2 separate regions of the Bos taurus genome follow, and region 2 is linked to region 1. A link is a contact called in public Hi-C data. All regions are on one chromosome and are shown on one strand. Each heading gives the region's core, a stretch centred on a gene start, on an enhancer-like site or on the middle of the called end of the contact. The rest is flanking DNA. Distances are from core to core; before and after follow the strand shown.

Region 1 (6,779 bases), core at 1,662-4,161:
TGGCACAAAAGCCCTTTTCACTTACGATGTAATGTTTGTGCAGATGGCGCTCGACCCCCTAATGTGTGTGTGGCTGGTCGGTGCCTGCGGTCCTCAGGGGGTTGCTGAGGGTCTTGTCTTCTGTGGACAGTGCGCTGTGTTTGGGTCCGTAGGTGTCCTATGGCTCAGACTCCCCTTAGAAGCCTGTTACAGGCCTGAACAATTGAATTCAAATCTAAAACCACTTAAAAGTCCTTGCCACTAAGAATTTAAGAATGTATATGAGAAAACACTCCATGAAAGGTCTCCTCCCCCTATTCAGGCAGATTGTCCTGTTTTGCTAGCCCGAGTTGGTATTGTAATTTTGATAACAGTTAATAATGTTTGGATTTTTTCTGGTGATTGGGGGACCACACAAAGGTACGTCTGTTGAGTTTGGTACTCTTAATTCACTCACAACAGTGACTTACTAAATTAAATCCAAAGTATTAATTTACCTTTGCACAGTTAAGCCAAAATTAGTTCAGATAACTAAATGTACATCTGTATCATAATACTAATTTCTAGATGTATCTATACACACAAGCAGTAAAGAGGAAGTAAGTCAGTGAAGGTACTGTGAGTGAAACACTTTGTTTTAGACTTTTGATGATGAATGAAGAATTTTCTCTGGATTCCTGATTAAATTGGAGTACATAATTTGCATAAACTAAAATGTACACAAAAATAATGCCTTATTTAATACCATAGATATGGTATCTGGATCTTTGTTTAATAAACGTGCAGATAAGAGGTACACATAAATAATACCTGTGTTTGGTGGTGGGTTAGTCTCTAAGTTGTGTCCAACCCTTGCGAGCCCAAGGACTGTAGCCCACCGGGCTCCTCTGTCCATGGGATTCTCCAAGCAAGAATACTGGAATGGGTTGCCATTTCCTCTTCCAGGGGATCTTCCTGACTCAGGGATCAAACCCAGTTATCCTACAGTACAGGCAGATTCTTTACTAACTGAGCCACCACTGAATTTATGTTTAATACCATAGATCCTGGAAATTTAAGAATTTAAACTTAACTTTTCTTTTGAAGCACAAAATAGAGCTTGGTGTCTGTCAAACAAGATTTCTACTTTATCCTTTTAGTACCAATAGAATTTAATACAAATTCTCTTTGTTAAAGTTGGATCCTTGAAGTTGGTATGTATAGTAAGATAAAATGAAATGTTTTCTACTTCAAAGAAACTTAACATGTGATATCTTTTGAATATATTTTTTTTTGAAAATCATTAATTGGATACTTTACCAGTGCAAGTAATAACTTGTATCAAGACTTATTTAATTTAATTTCCACTTTATTAGTAGGTCTCATCATTTCATCCTTCTTCTGACATTCACATGAAGTGTGTGTTGTTTAGGAATGTCAATTAACAAATCATTCATGATGAATTTAAATGTGCTCTATTTACAAAGAAATACACGTATAGGCTTGGTTTGGCTTGTTAAACTATGTTTAGCTCGAAATCACTTTGATAGTTCCTTAGAGAACGTTGATTTCAATGATGAACTCAACCAGTATACAGTCTCAGTCCTCCAGGCCAGGATACTGGAGTGGGCAACCGTTCCCCTCTCCAGGGGCTCTTCCTGACCCAGGGATCACACCCAGGTCACCTGCATTGCAGGTGGATTCTTTACCATCTAGCCACCAGGGAGCCCAAGAACACTGGAGTGGGTAGCCTGTCCCTTCTCCAGGGGCTCTTCCTGACCCAGGAATCCACTTGGGGTCTCCTGCACTGTGGGCGAGTTCTTCACCAGCTGAGCCACCAGAGCGCCCTGCACACGGTCAGCATGTTGATGATTAAATGGAGTGCTTGCTGGGCGACGTGTCGTGCTGACAGCAGCTGTGCGGCTCCCGAGAGTGGAAGGTCACTGTGGGGGCGGCCAGGGCACGCTCCTGGTTTGTCGGGTAAACCCAGGCTCCCTTCTCCCGAGTCTCCTCTCCTGCCCTCCCCTGTGCGTTTCATTGGTGCCACTTGTTGTACCAGTAGAAAGTCTTTTAGAAATGAGTAGTGTCGACAAGCTAAACCTTTGAGGCTTGTTCTCCAGGACTATTGACAGCCTCCTTAGTCCTGATCGGAAATACCAATGTCTGCCTTTACTGCGTAGATTAATTATTGTTTAAAAGTTCAGTAGAGGAAAGGTTTTATTTGTTTTTGTGTTTGTTTTGCTTAAGGATCTTGTGTGACTCACCCTGGCGTGGTTTTCTTATTTGTTTGCATTCTCGATGTTGACATCTACTGGGACACTTGAGAGCCTGTGTAGTCCGCACCTTAGGAAAGGCTGAGGGCTGTCTAGGGTTCTGACATGTTTCTCTGTCTTCCCTAGAAAGAAAGCATTTGGGCATCTGATAAAGACTAGGTGATTATATCTGTGCTGTTGCTAGTTGAAATAATGTGAGTAGATACTTTTTTAATCTGGTTTTTTTATAGTTCCTTTATATTAAATATTAATATTATAAAAGTGACCATATAATGTCATTTGGAAGTTTTGCAAAATTATTTATATTGCAGTTGTTTAAGTGACTTAAAGCTTCAACTTCCTGTCACCTCTTTTTTTTCTGTCATAATTCTGTGGAAATGGCCATTTTTGCTAAAATTTGTCAACAGCAGTAATGGAAAAGACTGTTGGTTTTGGTTTATGTTAAATAATGCATTGTAGTCCCCTTCTAGTTTTAGAAGGTTGCTTCATAGAGAAGTAAACAGAGGTTCCTGGGAAGCTGCTACATTTTTTTTGTGGAAAAGCGGATTATTCCTGAAGCTTCCCTTCTCATCTGTCCAGATCAGAAACAGGGTTGTTTCTGGAGCAAGGGGAGCTGAGGGGGTGGGCAGTGCTGTGCCCTTTTCTACACATAGATGGCGGCAGAGTGTCGCAGACTGCGGAAGTCAGCCTGGCAGTTAGAACAGACGTGAGTGACAGTGAGAACCGACTTCTATCAGCGTGGGCGCCTGTGTCCTGTAGTTAAACACAAAATAGGAAAGAAAGCCACCGTTGATAACACCAGGGTGTAGGAGGATGAAGAAGGCCGTGAGAAGCTGTAATACACTGGCTCTCTGGACAGATCCCAGGTGGGAAAGCTTAATCTTTGAAGGTATGTCACGCAGTCCTGGAAGACGACAGGACTCAGCTAAGACAGCAGGCATGTCACGGCCCAGAGCCGGCCGAGGGCTGGGGGCGGCGGGCGGGGACAGCCAGGGAGAGACCAGACCCAGCAGCGCGGCCAGGGACAGCCCGCCGCCGCCTGCTCACTCGAGCTGGTTCCCAGGAGGAAGTGTCAGCCCAGAAATCAGGCAAACAGTCCATGGGAACATTCACTCAAAGGCAGCATTTCAGAAACGGGAACTGCAGTCTCTCATGGCCCCGTCCCCACGCTGGATTTGCTGTTCAGCATACGAGGACAAATAGATTCCTTCAGAATGCATCTGCAATCAGCAAGTCATTTAATGTCTTAATTAGCATTCCTGAATAATGACATCATCACCATAAAAGGTGACACTCATCCTTACAATTAATATTTAATATGTGTCTGCTTCTCCGGGGCCTTTCTGTGGCTGCCCGCAAATTTCCAAGGTAGTTTTCGAGTTTCAGATTTGAGTTTGGTGAGAGCACAGGCAGGAAGGTCTGCAGAAGTGAAGCTGTGTTCATTAGAAATGTGAGACGTGGAAGCAGGTTATAAAAGGGCGGTCTGCGGCGTGTCCCGAGCTGCTGGATCAGGCCGGCGGCTCGCTCCTCGTGGGCGTCGGAAGGGCTCCTCGGAGCGCCGACCGTGCGGCTGTCCAGGAAGCTGCCTGCGTGCCCCTCTGTTCTCCCCTCTGCCCCAGGCGCACCAGACCCCCAGCCTCATCTCCGTGTCACAACACTGATCCCAAAGGTGTGTGTGACCACCCGCTCCGACACTGTGGGCCTGGCAAGTCTCTCTGTGACAGCAACTTATTTCTCACATAATTATTTTTTTAGTAAATTTGATATCTTAACAGCCCCTTCCCTCATTTCTGGGTTCAAAACGCAGCACTTAATATAATTTATTTCTCAGCCTCACAAAGGCTCACTCGAGCGTAGCTGCTGTACCGGAGACGGCTGTGGCCGAGCAGCCAGGCCCACGCCGGGCACCGCCACGGCCTCGGAGCTGCTCTGACACAGCTGCCGCTTGTTGCTCGTTAGTGATGAAGGGGCTCTGCCCTGTCACACGCGGGTGGGACAGGACACTCACTGACATGTGGGCTCTGTTTTTCTGAGCTCAGCAAGCCATTGTGTTAACTTCACTTTGCACAGCTCGGTCTGTGTTATTCTCACTTTTTTCATAGTGTGAGCTCTGTAAATGTAAGAACTAAGAAACATTTGAACTAATCCAAATTTGAGTTTGATCCTAAACATGTAGTTATTTTAGAATTTTGTGAGCTTTCAATTTAATGAAATGGAATTTTACAAGATGAAACTTTCACCACTGTACAATCCTTAACATCAAAGTCTGTGTTGTTTGAATTAGTTACAACTGTGTGTAAATTTCTTATGAGTCATGATCAGTGCGTGAACGCTTGTTTCAGGGTTAGACGGAAGTGTGTGTGCTTCGCCGTAGATGGACCTGTACCCTTTGCAGACAGCTTTGGGCCGGAATATAACACGATCTGCAGGCGCCTGCACACTTTATCTTACACGTTTGTCCCTCTGCGGCCATCATTAGATTTAGAGCATGTGCTTTTTCTTGGTGGGAGAGTACCTGGCAGATTATTTATGTGACCTTTTTCAAAAAAAAGGACAATATTGCAAACTCCACTTCCTCTGACTACTTGATTTCTAAGAATCGTGTCTAGTGTAGGCAAATCCCACAGAATAACACTGTTTTAAAACTTTTTAAACCTGTATATATATATTTTTAGGTTAGCATCAGCACATTAGTTTTCCTTGATAAAATGTTGTGAATATTTTATGCAAATAATTAAATGTAGAACAATTAAAAAATTTGTTTGCTTACAATTTTTCAAATGGATTTTAGAAAAGATGCTTTTTATAAATAATTTTTGATGACTTTCAAAATAGAGAAACAGATTTTATGTGAGTGATAGAGGTTTTTTAAAATTTTATTGGAATCATAACTAATTATAATTCATAATGGTTTTACATTTGTAAAATCAATCTTGCAAAACCTTAGATATTTGAAAGTTTGTACTATAATGAAGTATAGCTTGTGTACTGCTTCTCTTGAGTGTTTGTTTTTAATTGTGTTATCTTCTGTATAATTAACTAGGTGGCATTTTAGTTGATCAGTAAAATGGAGTACACTGTTTAGGGTTATACTGTAAAAATATTTGTTCTTTTAATGCTTAGCTTTTCATTCTGACTATGCCTAAATTGTGCTTTTAAAAAATCTGATATATTTTAAAATATGTAAGCATTTTTAAATTGTGTGTATTGATAGACAAGAGAGACTTGAATCCTAAAACATACTTTCTCACGTAACTATTGTTCTTCGTGAAGTACTCATAATCTGTGGAAAATTTAGTAAATTTAAATGCCCAAAGTCCAATTTTGGCTGAAAATTTCTCCTTTTAAAAATCCCTTTTTCTTTTTTACAGGTTGCACCCTTAGTTTGGACTGAACGCTTCCGTTCCTAATTATGTTCTTTGAGGGACGGTCCCACGTGGATTTGATGTGGGGGCTCCTTCATGTCTCTAGTTTGTTTCTCTGCCTGCTTCCTTCTCTCTCGGTTTCCTCTCAAGGGTTCTACTTCTCCAGTTGAACATCTTTTATTGTGATGAGTCTTGCTGCTGCAACTTTATTGGCACAGAATCCGGAGACTAATCCATAATACAGTTTGAAAAGTCTCTAAGGTGTAAAATATTAGCTTGTCATTTTTTCTCCCATTTTCTCTTTTGACAAGCTTTGTTGAATTTTCTTTTTGTTTTTCAAACATATTCTGCCATCCTGATTCTGAAAGAATGTATAGATATATCATTTAGGAAAATGTGTATTTTAACTGACAACATAAATATCTTGGTTATGTAGTTTTCTGGTCAGAGATTTTATTGATAAATTTCAAACCATGAAAATTTGTTATTTATAGTATAGCATAAATTGCATTTACTGCTTTTAGTAAAAGCATTTCACTAGAATTTTGATACATTTAAAAAGAAAAGAAATCTCAATGTCAGCTCATATGCTCATGAAATATTTAATAGAAGCATTGCAAGTTAATTTTATCGTTTTTCATAATAAAAGAGAAGTTTACAAAGCGCTTTGACTCAGCTTACTCACTGTTTTGCAATTACTGACGCAGCTGAGAGCTTTCATGGGGATGACAACTACGGTTCTCTGTGTAAGACCACGACCGTGAAGGGCAGGGCTCCAGCGCCTCCTGCGCTTCCAGGGCGTCCCCTTCCCCCGGCAGCACGTCTGCGTCCCAGGTGCTGGCGCACGGTGCTCAGTCCTGTCTGTCTGTCTCGTGTTTGTCCGGCGACCTGACGCTGTGTGTAGTGCCGTGATTTCTCAGTGTTGCAGATTTTATTGCTGTTACTTTTTATTTGCAGTCTTCCACCTGTGTTAAACGAAAGACATGATTGTTGCCAACCATCAGACCCATTATGAAGAATCTGTACTTCATTTAAGTTGTATTGAGAGTTTAGGCCTGTATCAATGGAGCTTCATAAAATTAAGTAAAACAGTTTATTGCATGTACAGACATGTTCATGAAACAGCACTGTAATGACAATGCTGGTTGTTGGGACAATTAAAACATTAAGAAAACACATATTT
Region 2 (6,779 bases), core at 2,897-5,396, 340 kb after region 1:
TGTGGGGGCGCTCCGCGTCCTGCGGACCCGGCCGCTGGCCACCTGCGGCCGCTTCCCTCGGGGCCGGCCCCGCGCCGCCGCGGCCCCTTTGTCCGCCAGCCCGGCTCCGCTCTCGGTTCCCACGAATGGGCCACGCGGGAGCCAGGCGGTTTGCCCGCGGATCCTTCCCCTTCACTCCCAAACGGGGGCTCCCGGGAGGCGCCAGACCGCCCGGCCCAGGGCTGCAACTCGGAGGCCGCGCGGCGGGGAGGCCGGTCCCCGTGGCCTGCCCCCGGGGACGCCGCGCCCCGCGCCTCCCGGCTCGACTCTGAGCCCGGGACCCAGCAAATCAGAGGCCGTGTAAAGCAGTTTTTGACTGGAAGTAGAGTGTATTTATTTGCAGCAATCCTTTAACAATGATCAAATTTTGACAACAAGCAACAGCAATTACTGCTAAGTGTTGCCCCTAGATCGAGCGGCAGATAGCAGGGAACTGTATTATCTCGAGAACAAACGGAAAGGCCCTGAAAGTCTGGAATCAAATCGCAGCTCCCCAGAGTCTGATCGACAGGGCAGATCACCCAAAGATAATGAATTTATTACATTTCCTGGGTTATTTACAAAAGGAGGGGCTAGCGGGCTGCCCCATAAGTTTAACTGTAAATTAACAAGAAAAACGGGACTGAAAAGAAACCGCCTGGATTAAAACACCCTGCTTCGCGCTCCTTCCCTCTCCTTATTGCTTTAAATCTTTTCCCCCAAAATAATTGTTCTACAAGCATATCTTCTAAAATAGTTTTCCCAAAGATTAAATATCCCTTTCCAACCCGCAGTACATTAAAATAAAAATCAATCCTACATTGGACATGAAGGATTGTAGATGTGGATGACTTATATACACACATTTAAAAGCTAGGTTTTTTTATCCCCCTCTTAAAATGGAGTGAAATTAACAGGAAGAAAATTCATCCAGCATTTGGCTCACAGGGATGTCTGGTATGTACGACAGTTTTTTAAGTGATACACAAGCCAAATATTCAAATGTGTATCTGAAGGCACAGCTACCTCTCCACACACAGGTATCACTGTGGTGAGACTGCCGCTGATTCATGGGCTTGAAATTTCCAAATCCTGTTGTCATTACTGAGAAAATGCATTTGTGTATATGCCAACTCAGATATGTTTAGGAAAATCTCTTTTTACTAGCCACAAAGCAAGCTGACTATATAGTACTTTTGCAAAAGATGCCGCAGGAAAAAAATAAATCTAAACAAAAAGAGACTTACACGCGTAATTTGACCAGGAATAGTCAGAGGATGTCTCTACTTTTTTTTTTCAGAGATTTAGGAGGAGAATTGGTAATTTCTAGTGTTTTAATCTCTGAAATCTTTTTCTCATAAGAATTAAGGCTGTATTAAAGTATCCAGACATATAGGTCTCATTCAAACTGAATGGTAATTTATTAATAAACAATGAATATGCTCAACAAAAAGAAAGCAAAGATGATAGAATAAGATTAATACAGTTTCCCTTTTCATAATCAAAAAAGCACAGTTTAAAGTTTCAGGCAATTTAACGTCAGGTTTTGGAAACACTTTCTGGCGTTTGGTCCACGACATCCAACTACAAATTAAAAATAAATTACTATGTTGCAATTTACATTTTAAAACAAGTCCAGGAATAAAAAGAAAGCCATTTCCACGTACGGGGGACTTCCTCCCTCCTTTCAATAGAGGATAAAATAATATCTTACAGGTGAGAGAACAAGAGACAGGGCAGGAGGAGGAGAGGTGTTCTCTGAAAAGAGGAAGAAACTTACGTGTTATCTGGAGTAACACTGCCCTTTAACAAACCATGACTCTGCTGTCTCTGTACAAAACAGTTTACGGTTCTGTTTGTTTAGATAAAGCAAAGTGGAGGTGGCTCCGAATCCATCTTCTAAGAGAAGAAAGCCTTTTCTTCATGCTGGTGACTTCAAAGTGTGGAGGGCTTCTGTTTGCTGGTTTGGTGGACGTTTTACGCACTGGGTTTTTGGTTTCGCTTTTGCGCTGAGGGTCCTTTTGGCCGATCCTGCTCCGGGGTTCGGTTCGGTCAGGCTGAGAGGCAGGCGGGGCGGAGGCGGGGGTCAGAACTTGCTGCAGTCGTAGACGAAGGCCCCGGACGTGCGGTACAGGGACTGGCCGGAAGGGAAGGCCATCTGACAGCTGCTGTTCCCATTTACCGGCGAGTTGTTCAGGCCGATCCGCTGCGACTCAAACATCTCCCGCACCGAGTGGAAGTTCTGCTGCTGGCCCGGGTAGCCCGCGGCCGCCGCCGCCGCGCTGGCCAGGTGCCCCAGGTCCCCGCCCGCCTGGTTCAGGTACCACGAGGCCAGGCGGCCTTGGTGGGCTGCGGGGTGGTGGCCGGCCTCCTGGCCGCCGCCGCCGTGGCCCAGGGACGAGGAGCTGCTGCTGGTGGCCGGGGGCAGGGAGTAGTCGGGCAGAGGGTCGTCCACCGAGGAGCCTCCGGCGCCCGCCGGCGCGCCCTGCACGTGGCCGCCGCCGCGCTCCCGGGCCGCGTACAGGCTCATGGCCTGCAGGTTACAGTGGTAGGTCCCGGCGCCCCCCGCCCCGCCGCCCGCGCCCGCGCCGCCCGCGCCGGGGCTCTGGCTGCAGGGCGAGCCGTACAGCGAGCTCTGGCCTGGCGAGTAGGCGCCGAGCGCCAGCGGAGGCGCGAGGCCCGCGCGCGAGGACGCGGCGGCCGGGGCCAGGAGGCCGGATCCCAGCTCGGCGGCCGCGCCCTGCGGCGACCCCCGCAGCGACGTCATGATGTTGTCCACGCTGAAGCCCTGGCTGTGCGCGGGCGCGGGCGCGGGCGGCGGGCCGGGCTCCGCGCCGTCCAGGCTCAGCGGCCGCGCCGCCGGCAGGCCGCCGGGGGGGCTGCCCCCGCTGGACAGGCTGCTGCTGCTGCTGTCGGGGCTTTCGATTTTGGGCACCGCGGCGGCGCCGCTGCTGCCGCTGCCCAGGGCGGCGGCCGGGGACAGGGGCTGGGGCGGCGAGGGGCACGTACCGTTCTCAGTCTTGATGTCCTGGATGCGCACGGGCGGGGGCTGCGCCCCGGGCGGCGCGCCGTCGGCCTGCTCGGGGGGCGCAGGCGCGGGCTGGCGGCCGGCCGGCGGCGGCGGCGGCGGCGGCGGCGGCGGCGGAGGCTCTTTGAGGTGCAGCCGGTCCTTCTCCTCCTTGTCCTTCACGGCGTCCTTCTTCTTGAAGCGCCGCCGCCGCCGCAGGAAGCTGCCGTTCTCGAACATGTTGTAGGAGTCCGGGTCGAGCGTCCAGTAGCTGCCCTTGCCCGGCTTCTTGTCGTCGCGCGGCACCTTGACGAAGCACTCGTTGAGCGAGAGGTTGTGGCGGATGCTGTTCTGCCAGCCCTGCTTGTTGTCCCGGTAGAAGGGGAAGCGATCCATGATGAACTGGTAGATGCCGTTCAGGGTGATCTTCTTGTCCGGCGCGTTCTGGATGGCCATGGTGATGAGCGCGATGTAGCTGTAGGGCGGCTTCACCATGTCCTTGGGCTGCGGCTGCGGCGTGTAGGGCCCGTAGGCGCGGGCCATGCCGCCCGGGTACTGCTCAGCATGCGCCGGGTGCGAGTACACGCTCATGGGGGCCGGCATGGCCGTGTAGCCGCCCCCCGCTGCCGCCGCTGCAGCGCGGTAGTAGCTCTGCTCGCCGCCGAGGTAGGGCACCACTCCCAGGGAGTTGGGGCTGGACACGGAGTAGCGCGCCTGCATGGCCCCGCTCGCCGCCGCCGCCCCCCGCCCTCGCCGGGCCGGCCGCCCAGTCCGAGTCCGGGCCCGCGGGCCGGTGCCGGGCCGCCGCCTCCCCTGCGCGCGCCCGGCTCCGGGGCGCCTCGGGCCGGCAGAGAGGGCCGGACGAGGACGCGGCCGACGGCCTGGATCGCGCGCCGCGGCTTCCCGGCGGGAGCGGGAGCGCGGAGCCCCGGCTGGAAAACAAGCCGAAGCCCGGCCCGCCGCGCCGCCTGCGCCTCGCGGAGGCTGAGCCCCAGCCGCCGGCGGGGCGGCCAGAGGAGCGGGCGGGGGCAGCGCGCCGGCCCCGGCCCGGGCCGCGTCACCTTTCTCAGTCTCGCGCGCGCCGGCCGCTTAAGGAAGCATTGGGAAAACTCCTGAACTTTTGAGCATCCGTCACCCAGGCGAGGACTTTTTTACGCAGTTACATTTTTTCCGGGCCGCGGGGCCCCGCCCCGTCCCGGCTGCGGCGGCCAATGGGAGGCGGGAACGCCTCCGACGGAGCCGGAGGCCGAGCGGGCCGGCCCGCGCCCCGCCGCGGAGGACCGCGGGCTGGCCACACGCGCGCCCGCCCGCCGGCCCCGCTCCCGCGTCCCTGCCCGCACCCGCGCCGGCGCCCTCGGCCGTGGGCCCCCGCGCCCGCCGCCCGCGCCGGGCCCTTTCCCCGCCCCGGGCCCTGCGCTGGACGCCCATTGTTCCCGCGGCCCGGCCGGGCCCTCCGGTCCCCGCGCAGACCCTTCCTCGTCCGCTGCGCCCGGATGTCACGGAGTCCTGGGGCCCCGACTCTCCCATTCCCGCACTCTCCCGGCCCCTCCTCGCCGACCTGGCGCCCCGGTTTCCCAGGCTGCTCCTCCTCCCCTCCCCGCTCCCCTCCCCTCCCCGCTCCCCTCCCCTCCCCGCTCCTCTCCCCCCTTCTTCCCCCTCCCCCCTTCTTCCCCCTCCCCCCTTCTTCCCCCTCCCCCCTTCTTCCCCCTCCCCCCTCCTTTCCCCTCCCCCCTTCCCTTCTTCCCCCTCCCCCTTCCCTTCTTCCCCCTCCCCCCTCCTTCTTCCCCCTCCCCCCCTTTCCTCTCCCCTCCCCCCTCCTTCCCCCTCCCCCTCCCCCTCCTTCCCCCTCCCCCTCCTTCCCCCTCCCCCTCCCCCTCCCCCTCCTTTCCCCTCCCCCTCCTTCTTCTCCCTCCCCCTCCCTTCTTCCCCCTCCTCTACTCCTCCGTACTCCCTCAAATCTACTCTCCCCGATCTGTCCCCCCTCCGCTATTCTCCCCTGCTCCCCCCACACTCTTCCTCCTCTCCCCTCCCCTCCCCTTCCCTCTCCTATCCTATTCTCCCCTCTGCTCCCCTCCCCTATTCTCTCCTCCCCTATTCTCCCTTCCCCTCCACTCCTGGTCATCCGTCTCCCCGGGTTCCCAGAAGTCCCCAGTCCCCCCAACCTGGAAGTTCTCCAGTCCTGAGCAGGGTTACAAAAAGGCACAGTTCTGAGTCCGACAGCAAGGCCGGCCGGAACTGTAGTCTGTTCTGGGTGGGAGCAGGGTTGTTGCTCCCACCTCACTGTTCCCGCGACCCCTCCCCAGTAAACAAGGGAGGGGGACATGGGGCCTTGCCAAGAGCTTGGGGCCGCCTTGGCGGCGGGGGTCTGCAGCGCAGGCTCCTGGAGCCTGGGCGTCCCTAGGCTCCTCGGGTTCACGGACAGGGCCGCCTCTGGGGGAGGCCGGCACCTTTCGGCCCAAAGGAGGATTCGGGCTGCGAACTCTGACGAGAGCCGGTGGTGACGAGTAAAGACGGCTACCTCCTTCCCCGCCCCGCGTGGCTGCTGCTTGCAGAGCTAACGGGTTGGGGAGGGGGGCCGTTCAGAATCGCACCTGCAGGGCCTTCGAGGGTCCGGGGACCCTAGACTTGCGGCTTGCGGCTTCTGGGGTCTGGGATGGAGGGCAGAAAGGAGCCGGCCTCCGGGCCTGCGGGGCTTTCTGTACTTCGGCCAACATGGAGCGGCCCTCCGGGCCCTCTCCTGAGGAACTACGCGCCTCGGGGGCTCTGAAGAGCCGCAGGGCGCCCCTCACACCTCCACCCCGGTTCCGGACAGTCTGGAACTGCCAGGATGTGTTGGGAGCCCTTTGGCTTCCCGGCTCGAGTCTGGCTTCCTCCACAGCCCCAGCCACAGCTGCGCTCAGTATCAGGGCGCCGGCCTGTACGGTGTTAAACTGTTGGCTTTCCGAGTGGACCCTGACGTGGAGAAACGGGGGTATCTGCTCCTCCCGAGCCGGCGGCACCTCCCCGAAGCCCGGCTCCCAGCGCCGCGCGGCCTGCAGAGCTCCTGGGCCGCTCAGGCCTGCTTCCCGGGCACCCCCCAGGCCGCGTCTCTGCCGCCTCGAAACCCTGAGTTACGGGCAGAGGCTCGGTGCTCCCGAACACCCCGTGGGGAGGGAGGAGCAGCGAACAGTGGGTTGGTGTCCAGCACCCTCCCGCGTCCCGCCGGAATCCGCTGCCTTGACCGAGGCCTTGTAGGCGCCCCGGTTTCAGAGCAGCCTGGAGGCCGAGGAAGTCAGCAGTCGCCCCGAATGCCTCGGCCTCTGGCGACTTCGGCCTTTAAACTGCGTTTCCACGGCTCGCGGTGCGCGGGCACCAACGCGGCCATGCAGACTCGCCGGTTTCCCCGGCGCGGGGGCCCGCGGCTCGCGCGGGAGACGTGGTGCGCACTGCCCGGCCCGCGCGGCCTCTCTGCTCCCGGCTCCGAGGCCCGAGAGGTGGAAAGAGGTCCTTACGTAAACTGCAAATCCGACAGCCGGCCTTGCTGGGCCGCTTCGGGGATGAAAGTGGCCGTTGTGAAATGAGTTTCTGACGCGCGGGGGATAAAGGAGGGTGCAGTTTACGAAGATCAACTTTCCCTGGTCCCGCTCTGGATATTCGCCAGGAAAAGATATTTGCGTTTGTGTTTTATAAGCTTCCTCGGAAGCAAACCTCCACAAAACGGCTTGATTGTATTTCAAGTACTCGACTTCTGTTACTATTGTCGGTGGTGGTGGTA

What was found. Hi-C and Micro-C count contacts between places; a contact is called where the count stands out from the background.
Region 2: a contact with region 1 is called in a Hi-C map of liver, with 5 times the contacts expected there. The contact joins the promoter of FOXC1 here to the enhancer-like site in region 1. A contact is called at or near these places in 4 of 11 Hi-C or Micro-C datasets (blastocyst, blood, liver and 1 more).

Annotation. Positions count from the first base shown.
Region 1 is chr23:51,274,445-51,281,223 of ARS-UCD2.0, forward strand. All of the region lies in intron 4 of GMDS (GDP-mannose 4,6-dehydratase), which reads left to right. Among named protein-coding and RNA genes, the nearest start is that of GMDS, 110 kb to the left of the region's middle. Within about 2 kb of position 2,912, at least 54 of the 102 cell types and tissues checked have an H3K27ac peak or open chromatin away from gene starts, as enhancers often do. A contact at or near this core is called in blastocyst, blood, liver and 1 more, where this site is marked.
Region 2 is chr23:51,610,922-51,617,700 of ARS-UCD2.0, forward strand. It overlaps FOXC1 (forkhead box C1), which reads right to left and starts at 4,147. Exons shown (of 1, transcript XM_024983879.2): 1 at 349-4,147. The coding sequence starts at 3,745. The coding sequence ends at 2,105.